Regions from separate parts of the Mus musculus genome. Here all the other regions are linked to region 1. A link is a contact called in public HiChIP or PLAC-seq data. All regions are on one chromosome and are shown on one strand. The core of a region is the stretch at or near the end of the contact, and the rest is flanking DNA. Distances in the headings are between cores, read along the strand shown.

What was found. HiChIP or PLAC-seq counts read pairs in DNA pulled down with a chosen protein or histone mark.
Region 2: an H3K27ac HiChIP or PLAC-seq map of trophoblast stem cells shows a contact between it and region 1, with 6 times the contacts expected there. The contact joins two enhancer-like sites. A contact is called at or near these places in 2 of 484 Hi-C or Micro-C datasets (olfactory sensory neurons and trophoblast stem cells) and 5 of 115 datasets of contacts at active chromatin or transcription factors (craniofacial prominence, embryonic forebrain, embryonic stem cells and 2 more).
Region 3: an H3K27ac HiChIP or PLAC-seq map of trophoblast stem cells shows a contact between it and region 1, with 6 times the contacts expected there. The contact joins two enhancer-like sites. A contact is called at or near these places in 65 of 484 Hi-C or Micro-C datasets (the 3T3-L1 cell line, 3T3-L1-derived adipocytes, the 63-12 cell line and 45 more) and 8 of 115 datasets of contacts at active chromatin or transcription factors (acute myeloid leukemia, bone marrow-derived dendritic cells, embryonic stem cells and 1 more).

Annotation. Positions count from the first base shown.
Region 1 is chr2:172,500,546-172,504,979 of GRCm38.p6, reverse strand. The region is part of intron 2 of Gm40009 (a long non-coding RNA gene); the gene reads right to left. Among named protein-coding and RNA genes, the nearest start is that of Gm40009, 8.5 kb to the right of the region's middle. Within about 2 kb of position 2,584, at least 16 of the 459 cell types and tissues checked have an H3K27ac peak or open chromatin away from gene starts, as enhancers often do. A contact at or near this core is called in trophoblast stem cells, where this site is marked.
Region 2 is chr2:172,823,318-172,827,751 of GRCm38.p6, reverse strand. No RefSeq gene overlaps it. Among named protein-coding and RNA genes, the nearest start is that of 1700055K11Rik, 35 kb to the left of the region's middle. Within about 2 kb of position 2,346, at least 17 of the 459 cell types and tissues checked have an H3K27ac peak or open chromatin away from gene starts, as enhancers often do. A contact at or near this core is called in trophoblast stem cells, where this site is marked.
Region 3 is chr2:172,761,741-172,766,174 of GRCm38.p6, reverse strand. No RefSeq gene overlaps it. Among named protein-coding and RNA genes, the nearest start is that of 1700055K11Rik, 96 kb to the left of the region's middle. Within about 2 kb of position 2,449, at least 6 of the 459 cell types and tissues checked have an H3K27ac peak or open chromatin away from gene starts, as enhancers often do. A contact at or near this core is called in trophoblast stem cells, where this site is marked.

The sequences.
Region 1 (4,434 bases), core at 1,335-3,834:
TGTGTGTGAGCATGCATGTGTGTGTATGTGTGTGAGCGTGTATGTATGTGTGTGAGCAAGTATGTGTGTTTGTGTGTGTATGTGCACATGCCTGTACATGTGTATGCATGTGTGTGAGTGCATGTGTTTGAGTGTATATGTGTGTGCATGTGTGTGAACATGTATGTGTGTGTGTATGTGTGTCAGTGTGTATATGTGTATGTGCATGAATACATTGTGCAAGTGTGTGTGTGTGTGTGTGTGTGTGTGTGTGTGTGTTACTGGGAGTGGAGCCTGGGGAGGCCTAGTCATGCTTGGCAAACCCTTTGCCCCTGAGCTGCGTCCTCAACCCAGCAAACCCATTTTATAGCTTTCACTTCACGTTGAAATATAAGAATGGAAATGTTGCGTGGGTGAAGCGCTTGTTACACAGCGTGAGGACACAGATGCAGGTCCCCAGCACCCACAGAGTTGGTAAGGAGTGGACGCCTGTAATCCCAGCAGTGGGGTAACGGACAAGAGGGTTCCTAGGCCTCCCTGCTGAACAGTCCAGCTGAATCGGCAAGCTTGTGGTTCAGTGAGAGTCCCTGTCACAAAAAAGTAAGGGCAAGAGAGGAGTGGTGTGGTGCTGCTGGTATCCAATGCTAAATGCTGGACCCTGAAGATGTGGGGAGCAGATCCTCCGGTACCCGAGTGATGCCATGGGAACCAGAGCTGTGATTGGGCAGTGGAGGGAGAAAGGTGGGATGCCATGGGAACCAGAGCTGTGATTGGGCAGTGGAGGGAGAAAGGTGGGACTGGAGGTTCATGAGAGGGGTTGTAGGGAAAGAGAGAGAGAGGAAGACGGGGAACAGAGGAGGAAACCACTATGGACCAGAACTGTGTGACCAGGAGGAATAGCCAGTAACAAGGCACGTTATAACTGGGGAATAAGTTAGCATAGCCTTAGATATGCCCAATCTAGGCTTATGGCTTGTAAGTAAAATAAGTGAATTGTGTCTCTTTTATGTAGGCTTAATTAGGATTATAAATTCCTACTACAGAAGAGTAACTGACTTCTGGCCTCCCCCTGCATGTGCAATCCCTGTCACATGCTCATGACATACACACACACACTCAGATACTCACCCTCAGACACACACACTTAGACACTCAGATACACACAGAGAGACACACACACAGACACACTCAGACAAAGACACACATACACACACACGTGCACACACATTCAGATGTTCACACTCAGACATATACACAGAGACACACACTCACACATATACACACTCAGACATGGACACACTTGGACAATAATACAGACACACGCAAACTCAGATACTCACACTCAGACATACACACTTAGACACACAAATGCATACACTCAGATACGCACAGAGAGACATACACTCACACATACACACACTCAGATACAAGCACACTCAGACACACACACACATGTACACACACACACACACACACTGAATAGAACTGAATGAGAGTAATCATTTGACCCAGGTTGCATAAAATACCTAAAGTATTTTTGGTTTGTTGTTGTTATTTTGTTTTGTTTTATTTATTTCTGAGACAGGGTTTCTCTGTGTAGTCCTGGCTCACTCTGTAGACCAGGCTGGCCTCAAACTCAGAGATTCTCCAGCATCTGTCTCCTGGGATTAAAATCACGAACCACCACCATGCCCACCTCTTACCTAAAATTATATAAACTCTGAAGATAGCTCCCCAAGAGCACATTGCTCCCGAACCCAGAACGCCTAACTGTCCCTTCTCCCACTTTCTTGAGACAAAGTCCAATGGATTCCAGGATGGCCTTGAACTCTGTAACTGAGGATGGTCTTGAACTCCTGACCCTCCAGCCTCTACCTCCCAAGTGCTGGGCTTGTGCCCTGCATCACCACACCCAGTTTAAACTGCTCTAGGGATCAGATCCAGGGCTTCATGCACAGTAGGTCAACATACTGCGAATCACCCGACCCCAACCCTTTCACCCCACTGCCTTCCGGAACAGCTCAGAGCCTTTTGTGTGTGGATCACACACGTCAGTGGTGATGAGCCCCTTGCCTGGAGTCCAGTGGAGACTGGGCAGCTCTCACCAAGTCTTAGCCTTACAGAGATGTCCAACATGGCCCATGGGTTGTGAGAACATGCATGTATTTATTTTACGTGGCATTCTGACACTAGTTGTCATCTATAAAGCTCATACTTGAGAACTGGACAGAATTACAATATCATAAAACAAAATCTTACGATGTTCTTAGATCTTGTGTTGGATCACAAAGCTGTCCCAGAAGATAAGTTGGATACCCCCACACCACGCTATCTTCCCAGGGCCAGTTTCCTATCTGGGAGATTAGCAAGGACTCTGGGAAGGTAAGACAGCAGAGCTATAAAGTACAGATTTTCAAGGCTGCTGCAGAAGGAGCTGTTTGCCAGATGTGGATGAAGGGCTGTGACCTCAGACACACAGTTTGCAGCTGCCGCTCACACACACGCAGTTCCTGATAGCTGCGCGGTGTCCTGAGGGGAGGCCTCTCTTCCCTCAGCCTTCCAGTTTCCTCTTCTGAAAATCCAGGGAGTGTTGGGCAAGCTCATCGCCAGATGCCTTACATTCTGCGCACCTGACACATGCCTCGCAGCGCAGGCTCCATTGGAGGGAGCTGGCCGTGAGCAGGAAGAAGCCCGGCGTGAAGGGAGGTATGACTTCTGGCCTTACTAACTTCATTCCTGAGCCCCGCTCGGGAATACCCTGCGGACTCACTATCTTCCTGGTCAGTCCCCACCTGGAGTTTGAAGCCCCAGGCTCTGAGTTCCAAATTCAGACCCCAGAACTGTGCACACATGTGCTGACGGGAAGGACACCAGGCCTTAGTGCAGATGACATGCAAATTCATGACGTCAACAGCACTTTTTTTTTTTTTGGTAAAGAAAATCATTATTATGTATGTGAGCTAACTAATTAAATAAAATAAAATCAATGTAAAATGTTGCCCGTTGCTTTCTTTTCACTTCTTCCTCTCTGGAGGAAGGCCGAGGCTGGTGTGTATGTGTGTGTGTGTGTGTGTACTCCACAGCCCCAGCCCCCAGGAAGCAGGAGCAGGAGGGTCCCTGTAAGTTTGAGGCCAAAACACAGATATACATAGATATACACAGATACATATACATGCAGACATACACAAAGATCACACACACACACACACACTTTCTTGAGACACAGTGATGGCTTTCAATTCTCTTCTCCTTGGGCCTTTACTCTGAGAGGTGTGTCTTCAGTTGTATCGTTGGGAACTGTGGCTTGGGGTTGTGAGGACCAGGAATTGGTCTCAGCCCTTACATTGGGACTTTGGAGAGAAGCCTTAATCCTGACTCCAAATCCTCCCTCCATGCGTGAGCCTAAAGCATGGGGGGGGGGAACGCAATGCCACAGTTTGACCACAAGGTGGAGAACTAAGGCTAAGCGTTTGCTTGTAAGGCATTTCCATTAAAGAGTAGGTGTCAGGAAGGGATGGCCAGGGTCTTCTCCCTCTCTCTCCCTCTCTCCCCCTCTCCCTCTCTCTCCCTCTCTCCCTCTCCCCCTCTCTCCCTCTCCCCCTCCTCTCTTCTCTCTTCTCCCTCCCCTCCCCCTTTCCCTCCCCACCCCCTTCTCTTTCTGTGTTTCTCTTTTTGACCCAGGGTCTCATTACATAAACAATCTGGCCTCCAACTGGCAGAGATCTGCCGCCTCTGCCTCCCCATGTTAGGGTTAAAGAGGTGTATTCAGCCAAACCTGTCTATTTTTTTTTGACACAGAGACTTGTTACATAGACCAGGCTGGCCTTGGGCATGTGGTGATCCTCCTGCCTCTGTCATGAGTGTGTGAGATTGTGTGTGAGATTATAAACAGGCGCCACTTGGCTGGGGCCACACCCTAGTCTCTATCTCTAAGCCTGCATCTGTTTTTGTAGCCATTTGCAGAGATCTTAACACAATCAAACAGAAAGAAGCAATGGATACACTGAAGTATCTTGGACTTCAAGTATACCCGGGCTCTGCTAATCCCTCCTCCTTCTGCAGCCAGCACCTGCGGCTCCCCGCACTCCCACAGTCATGGCTGTGGCTGAGCAGCCTCAGCTGATAAGGGAGGCTAGCCATGGGCACTCCAAAAACCCGTCCTGTTCCACTGTGGTTCTGTGATTCCACAAGTGGGAGACGTGTCTGGTCTTGTGCCTGGTGGCAAAATGAACTACCCATGAGGAAGAAGGGTAGACTAGTGTTCAGGATGAACAAGACCTTAAGAAAGAAAGAGAGGGGCTGGTGAGATGGCTCAGCGGGTAAGAAGAGCACTGACTGCTCTTCCGAAGGTCCTGAGTTCAAATCCCAGCAACCACATGGTGGCTCACAACCATCTGTAGTGAGATATGACGCCCTCTTCTGGTCTGTCTGAAGACAGCTACAGTCTACTTACGT
Region 2 (4,434 bases), core at 1,097-3,596, 320 kb before region 1:
CCTCCGCTGTGAAGGTTCTACAACCTTCCAACACTGCCCCCTGCTGGGGTCCAAGTGTTCTAACACAGGAGGAGCCTGAGTGGGGAGGGTGCTCCTGCCACATTCAAGCCAAAACACTCAGCCGCTCGGGTGTGGTCCCTCTTAATGGGAACTGCACCCCACCCTGAGAACTGCACCTTCAACTGTCCAGGAAATTAACCTCACATGGCACTGGCTGAGAACTGGTGTCAGCTGAGTGGACTCCAGTGGTCCCCATTCACTTGGGGACAGAGAATAGTCCTTCAAGGTGGAGATCCTGAGTTCCTGGGAGGACGCTGGCCCTCTGAGGCCAAGGCCAAGTCCCTTTTGTCCCGATGGTAGAACAGGGCTATCAGGCATGGATGGCTGTGTAGAAACTCAGGCCGGGTCCCACCTGGAAGGCTGCTGCTCCAGGAGCTGCTGGGAGCCACAAGCCGTAGAATGACTACAGGCTTCTCTGCTCCATGGGCAGTCAGAGGGAACGGTGACCCTGGCTGTGTCTGAGGAATCTCTGAACGAAACCAGCCTTTGCTGCCCTCCTTCCCTCCCTCCCTCCTCCCCTCCCCTCTCCCTTCCTCCTTTCTTTTCTTCTATTTAGAGACAGGGTCTCACTCTCTAGAACAAGCTAGCATTAAACTCACAGGTACCCTCCTGCTTCAGCCTCTTGAATGCTGGGACTTCAGACCTGTGCCACAATGTCTGTGCCACCTGCCTTTGTATCTACGTACTTGGCTTGGCGTAGCAGAAGGCTCTCCCCATGCAAGAGGACAGCCCTTGAGGGAGAGGGGACATGGACAAGGAGGAGAAATCAGCCCTTAGGTTCTCACCTGTCTGAGCTGGGGCCTCTTCATCAGGCAGGCCCCTCAGCCTTCTGTCTTGACTTGTGTCACACCATTGGCTGCCAGGACCATGAGGCACACCATCCTCTTATGTTCACATCAGACAAGAGCCCTGGCAACTATCCTGACGGTCCCAGACCCTCCAAGGACAGAACTGGAGACTAAAAGAATTGAGGTCATTTGTCCCAGGTCCCTGGGGAAGGATTCTGGAGTTGGATTCCTTTTAGTATGAGCACTGGCCACACCCCCTTCAGTCACAATGCACTCTTTTGCCCCCAATGACACAATTACAATCAATTGAGACACTGTCCTGAGCTGCTGGCCAGGAGGCCAATCAGCTCAACCTAGTCGCCAATCAGAATGTCGGTAAACAGGAAACGTCCGTAACAGGGACCTGGGACCCCTGGCACTCTGGGAGGTTTCTGCCAGGGTGAAAACCACCAGCTGGTCTTACATTAGTCGGCTCCTCCACCATGAGACATGGCCCTAGGGACACACATCTGCTACAGGCAGCCTGACATTAAGGCGTGGGACGCAGTCCCTCAGCAAGACACATAAGCTCGGATGCTCCTCTTGGAAGAGGCCAAGGAGACCTCCCTGTCCCTGGGCTGTGTTTGGCGTGGAAGGAGCGAGGAGGAGAAGGCACCACTTTAGTCCTTGCTAACTCCAGTTAGCAGTGCCTCCAGGACCCGCCACAACTCGAAGGTTCAGGAGCCAAGGGTGGGGTGGGGGGGGGGATGCATCTTTCTACTCTGCTATTCTCACATATTTCCTTCACATCCCAGGCATCCGTCCTGGTTGCAAGGTGGTTACATATAACATGTTCAGCCCGGTTCAGGCAGGAAGAAAGCCGTGTTCCTTTCACTTGACGCACCGCTTTCTCTCGGGCGCCAAAAGATGCAGATTTCCTCAAGTCTCATTGGCCAGAACTATGTCACGTGATCTTTCTAACCCAGTCCCTGGCCAGCAATAGATTTTCAGGACTGTTGGGGACCAATCAAGTTTCGTCCTTGGAAGCAAGCCGCCCTTGAGTTCCAGGTAACTGAACACAAGCAAGATGGAGTCTAGAAGTCTGAGGCTAGAGAAAAAAAGCATCGCTATATAGAAATAGGCAAAATATTTTAAATACTCAGATAAATGTAAATTCCGATAAATAGCCAACTTTTAACGTTCGTACGTCTCGCGTGGTGCTTGAGGCATACTGTAAGGCAGAACCGTGCAGAACCCCAGGGCGGTGGGGTCATTATACTTTCTCTGGGTGTCTAATAACCTCTCAGTTATGCCGTACAGAGCTGTCCATCACTGCCAAGACCTGCACACGGGCTGTGGGCTGATCTTTTCTGCAGTTGTGCGCTCCTGTGTTTTTGTTGGAAACGCCTTCTCTTTTGTGGAAATGGTGGGATGGTGGCTGGGATCTCACATCCCATGGCTGTAAACCCGGTCTGAGGGCTTGGCTGTGCAGCCTCCTGCTTGGCCACCTCCCCGGAAGGCGCAGCCTTGAGGCTGCCAGCAGAGGGGGCCGCAGTAGCGCGCATCCATCCCAGCGGGGCCTCCAGCTGCTGGAACTTGCACGGAATTCTGTGGCGTCTACCTGGCTAGGCTTTAACCGCCTTGCGTTTTTTGTAGGAGAATCGCTTCCCCAGTAAAAGTGTCTATCTTTACGCCTGCTCGGGGTGCAAGTGTGAATGGGTAGAGAGTATTAAAACCTGCTGCCCCTGGCTCTGCAGTGTCAGCCGCGTCCTTAAGACCGCTGTTCTATCAAGTAGAGGCAAGGTGTGCAAGGTGTGTGTGTGTGCGCGCGCACGCGCGCGCGCGCGTGTTCAGCTGGGTGTAATAGCACATGCGTATAATTCCAGCATTCGGAAGGCTGAGGAAGGATGCGAGTTCAAGACCAGCCTGGGCTACATATTAAGACACTAAAAATAAATAAATAAATAAATAAAAATCGGGGGAGGTGGAGGGGGTGCTGAGTGTTCCCTCCTGAGGATGGGAGGGGGCTGGCATCCTGTTCTAAGAGAACAGTTCGCTGTAACTCTGCGTTGTCAGGGAAGACAGGATGGGAAGGCAGTCTGGGCTCTTGAGGCAGCCCCGCCCTGGGGTCTTTGCATCTGGGCCACATGGGCAAGCCTTGGGGAGCAGCTCGGCAGCCGCCCTGTACAGCAGAGCTTGCCGAATGAAGCGGGAAGGCAAGTACAGACCGCTCGAGGGCGTGTTTCTTAATAATAATCTTCTCAACACAAAGAATAATTCAAAGTTTATGCAAGGTGATAGAAACCCCAGTGACTCAAAGGTATTTTGGGAGCGGAGCAGCTCCTCCCCAGAGTCAGGATGAGCAATCCCGAGCGATTACTAGCCACTTAATGAGAAAATTGTCTCCGGGGTGAAAATCCAAAACAAGGAGATCTTTAGGCAGAAAGGCCTGTGTTAGACCCTTTGGGCAGATGTTTGCCCAAAGCAAGGCCTCCTTCCCAAGAGGAGCCAATGAAGGCTTCCCTGGTGAGGGCTCTGGAGAAAAAAAAAAAATCCACGTGTTCTCAGGACTATGCTAAAGGGTCCAGAAATGCAGGGGTGGGGATGGGGGAAGATGGGAGGGGTAGGGGGCAGGGTCGGGGTTGTTAGTGCTGGTGGTGGTCCTCCATTTCCTGGAAGTGACCTAAATTCACACTGGGCAGCTGAGAGGTGGGCTCTGGTGGACTTCTTTTGTTCAGAGGTGCTGGCTCTCCATGGGGGATGAGAAGGCGTAGCTGGACTCTCACAGCTTTCTTTTGACTCCTTCCCCCCAGTCATTTTCTTTTAGCTTTCCCCCCAGGCAGTCTGTGCCTAGCCTGGCCTTACTTCAGGAGTCAGGGGACAAAGCAAAGCTAAAGCTACCCTGGAATCCAGAACACCATGGCCCCGTTTTTTTCCTATTAGGCTAAGTCAATAAAGTTGGCCTGAAGCATTTGGCAAGCGCCTGTGGCCTGGATGCTTTCTTTTTAAAGGTCCCTGCCTCTTTATCCTGTGTGCAGAGACTCCTCAAACCCAGAGGCTTTGTTCATTTCTTTTGACACAGGGTCTCCTGTGAACCAGTGCAACTCCAAGCTGAAACTGTAGCTAAGGCTGACCTTGAACTCCCCAGTCTCCTGCCTCACCTCCTCAGGGCTGGGATTAAAGGCATGTGCCATTATACCCAGTTTATGCTGTGTTGGGGATCAAAGGCAGGGCTTTGTGCATAGTAGGTGAACACTCTACCAGCCGAGCCCCAGCTCTAGCTCCTAAAAACTCTTGTAAGGGAAAGCTATACTTGGCCCTGTGGCTTTTAGAAGAATCAACAACAAGAACAACAACCGCTAAATGGATAATAAAGAGGCTGCGGGAGTGTGTGAAGGATGCCCCCGCTGCACCAAAATCCTGAGGCACACCCAGGTGCAGGTGGGAACTCCAGCCCTGGAGCAGGTTACTTCCCACAGGCAGAGGGGCCTCCTGGTCTATCCCAGAGCTGGCAATAAAGCCTGCAGAGTCCTGCCTAGCCCAGATCCAGGGCTCCAGAGAGATCGCGGCTATTAAAGCAATAAATATGAAAACAGTGTATTTCAAT
Region 3 (4,434 bases), core at 1,200-3,699, 260 kb before region 1:
TGCCTAAGTTCCCAGCTCTGGGCCGAGAGCTCAGAAAAGAAGGAGTGGAGAGGGAGGCCTGCTCTTGGGAGCTGGTCATATAAGCCAGTTACAAAGCTACGGAGCACTGCAGAGCCACAGACAGTGTCCAGGCCTATAGCCTGAAGCCCATCAGAATAGAGGGGGCCCTGCCCTGCTGCATAACTGTGGCCACCCAATGCACAGCAGGAAACCATGGGGGTCTGTGACTCGACTCTGTGAAAAAGACCTGACTAGCTCTCCAAGGCCTGAGCACAAAACTTTGGATTCAGCAAGGTCCACATGTGGCCTTGCATAGACTCAAGAGACTCCCTGAGCCTCACCTTTCTTATCTGTGAAATGGGGCTGGGGAAACCCAACCACATCACAAGGTTCCAAATAAAACCCAGAGTACGTCTCCGATACAAATTGAAAATAAAGGTTGTATCAACATGGGATGATGACCCAGGGCTCAAAGGGGGGGGGACTTTCAACTAACATGCATGTGTGCGTGCACACAAATATGCACACACACATGAATCATGCACATATGCACAGGCATACTCATATCTGTGAGCACACACAAAAGCATCAAAAATGCTGACATGAATTTACAAATAAATGCGGAGCTGGGCAATGGTCACAAAGCCGGTATATAATGGTTGGTGTCCCAGGACAAAGCTCATTTGCATTTCTATGGACAACCATTTGCATGTTGTCAATCAAGACAGACAATGAAAGCTTGGGCCTTGAGAAGCAGATCCCAGGGGTGCCTCCTGTCTCTTTATCCACATCCCAAGACATCCCCAAAGCATAACCAGCATAGCTTCCAGGGCTTGGTCCTCACCTCTCCTGGGGTTTTCTTGGCCAGTGGTCAACATTCTTCCCCACCCACTTGTATTTTAGGGAAAGAAGGAAGGGAGAGGGAGAAACCTGCATGCCTTGTTCTGGTGATGTTGTATGGTATGATGTTCTCTGACACAGAACCTGGAGGACCCTGGTTTATATAACCACTGGCCTTGTTGTTAGCCTGAAAAAACCCAAGCACAGACTGTGCGGCTGGTCCTGGCAGAGTCACACACACACACACACACACACACACACACACACACACACACACACACACACACACAGAGGCTCAGCTTGTGGCACCTGAACCAGCCACTGAGCCCCATTTCCCTTGGTTTGGCCTTTTGGAAGCCTCAGGCAGGACAGCATTGTAGAATGTACGAGCATATGAATCATGATTTATCCTGAAGTACCAGCCTGTCTCCATCTTGGGCTTGAAAGCAATCTTTTAGTAAAGGTAACCTGGGCTCATTCTTGTCTATGATTAAATGTTTCCCAAGGATTGGGCTATGCCCCACCTGTAACCTTAACTATAAATGGCCCTGTACTGTCTATTCCAGGAAACGCAGCCATGTCTTTGCTTCAAAAGGTTGTTGTGACCAACTTGCTATGTTTATGTTCTGCTTCTGTAACCACGCCTATTTACCACCAAATCTCCCATTTGGAAACCCCCTACTCCTGAACTATAAAAGCCCCTATCTTACTCGTGTCCAATGCTAAGTTCTTGAACCACCTTTAGTGGGAGACAGCCTGTGTTCACAAGTTTAAAAGAAAAAAAAAGCTTGCATTAATTAATTGCTTGCTTCAATCAGTTTGGCCATGATGATGATTTGGGTTGTGGTCTCTCTCCTACCATCTGTGGGATTAACACCTCTGTGCATCTCGACTAAGTGAGCTACCCATGTGTCAGTGGAGACTCCAGCTCTCTCCCTCCATGCCCACTGTGGAACTGAGCCTCTGCACAGACTCCCCTCTGCCTGCAAAGTTAGGCTTCTAACTCGGTATCGCCAGCTCCCAAGGATCCTGCAACTTTGTGTCTCTTTGTTTCGCTTCTGCATTCATGGCTCATCTCCCCCTCCCCTCAGCGGCTTTCTCTTCTGCGACATCATCTTTTCTCAGCTCAGCCACAGCAGTCAAGGAGAGCTGCCAGCTAGGTGAGTGAGGGAATTGCAGTTTGTCGTCTTTGGACTGGCTGCACTGGTTATTTGTGTGTCTGTATGTGTGTGTCTGTGTGTCCTTGCTGCTTCCCTTCCACAACAGAGCTGCGCGGTACTCCCTTGAGAGCCCACTGCCGAACGTACTCACTATCTGACCTTTAAAGAAAATACTTGCAGACTTTACAGTGTCTGTGTTTGCTTCCTCGCTTGAAGGAATAAGGTGGAGGCCCTGGCCACCTGTCCCCAGACTCACCAAAGACCTGACTGAGGCCCAACTATTTAAAGAGGAAAGAATGTGCTTGGCTCAGGGTTTTGAAGGACTTTGTCATCAGTCACTTGACTACGCTGTCTTCTGGGCTAGTGTGTGGAGGATGGAGGTTACTCTGTGCCTAGGGAACTTATTGCCTCATGAAGGACCAGAGGCAGGAACAGGAAGGAGGACCAGGGACAAGGTACAGGGTCCTAGGGTCCTACTTCACACAACAGGCCCCTCCCCCTGTAGTCCACTATGAGAGCATCATTATCCAGTCACCTCAATAGTGCCACCAGCTGGAGGCCAAGCCTTCAACACACAAGACAGCAGGGGAGGGGGTAAATGTCACACCTAAAGTGTGACATTGTTGTCATAGAAGCCAAGAGCAAAATGTGATTGTGGCCTTGAGGTCCTCTGCATCCCCCACCTACCCACCCAAGGCACACTACCTCTGGGCTCGCCATGACATCCAATTCTCTCCTGCCCCAGGGCCTTTGCACAGCTATATGGCAACCTAAACTGCTCATCTCTCCCTCCCTGCTGAGAGAGAGAGAGACAGACAGACAGACAGAGACAGAGACAGACAGAGAGAGTTACAGTACCTTCTTGTAACTCACCCTCTTCCTTTCCCTGGAGGGCAGGAGCCCATGAAGGTAGGAATGGCTATACTTTTACTTCTTGTCCTTAGGTCTGGCCCAGAGCCATCACCAGAAGAGGCCCTTCGGTGTTAACTTCCTTTTCAGCGTTGTTTTGAGGTGATCTGGGATTATATGACACTAAGGAGTCTTACCTTGGGGGTGGAAAGAGGCTGGGGGGCGGAGAGAGAGAGAGAGAGAGATAGAGAGAGAGAGCGTGCACTTGCTGCTCTTGCAGAGGACAAGAAGATAGTTCCTGGACTTGCAAATGCCTGTAACTCCAGCTCCAGGTAGCCTGACCTCCCGGCCCCTGCAGGTACCAGCACAGGAGTGCACACACCATCAACAACAAATACATCTTTTGTAGAGCCATTGTTATACACTTGGTCTCAATAAACATTCAATAAGAAAGATGCTACAATCCTCATGGGAGTTATTTTTTTAAAGTATTGATATGAATGTGGAGGGAAACGTCTGCACAACTGTTCAGCAGAGGGGTGGGGTGGGGTGGGGTGGGCCTCTCCATTTCCCTCCTCTGCAATGGCTGTTGCTGTTGTTTTGTTTGTTTGTTTGAGACAGAGTCTCACTATGTAACCCTGGCTATCCTGGAACTCAATTTGTAGACCGTGCAAGCCTAGAACTTATAGAGATCCACCTGCCTCTGCCTCTCATGCTAGAATTAAAGGCATGCACGCTACCCCATCCAACGCCCCCATTGTAATTTCAGTTTTTTGTTTTTTGTTTTTTCCAGAGCTGAGGACCAAACCCAGGACCTTGTGCTTGCTAGGCAAGCACTCTACCACTGAGCTAAATCCCCAACCTGTAATTTCAGTTTTTAAGAAAAAATAAAATCATGTCTTGCAATCCTGCAGTTAGCAGTGATCCCCAAAGAGGTCCTACCCCTGAGTGTGTTTCCATGTTTCCAGTCTCTGGGGTGAGGCTTTTCTAGGTCCTCATAGGCCCTCATCTGAGCAGGTGGACATGTTGTGTGGAGAGTGGGTCCAGCCCAGCCCGGCAGGCTGTACCTACTGTGCACTCATCCGCTGCTCCTCCCATGGAGTGCTCAGAGGTTTATCTCATAGTTGATTCCAGAACAAGTCAGGCTGAGAACCAAGGCTAACACCTGGGTCATTCTACGGTCCCAGAGTATCCCCACTGTATATGCTACCTGCTTGTTAGTGTCTGCATCTGTGTTATCACACCAACTGTCCCGGCGATATGCTCTTGCTTGCCTCTCGTAGGTCTACTGTGTGTCAGTACCACTGAGGGTTCTGAGTCAGGGCTCTTCAGAAGACTGAGTGGATGCATGCTGCAGCTGGGGAGTTACTTGATTGGCTTGTATGATGCTGTCCTGGAAGTCTGTCTGTCTGCATGCTGGATAAATGGAGGACCTAGAAGCTGTCCAGTTCACAGGGCTGGGTGCCTCAGAGTCTAGTCTGGTGGTGAAGGTCTGAGGCTTCCTGGAGAGCCACTGGCCCCTTCTGTGCACATCGCTAGCCCCCCAAATCTGGATTCTGACAGCAGCCAAGGTTTCAGCTGCAGC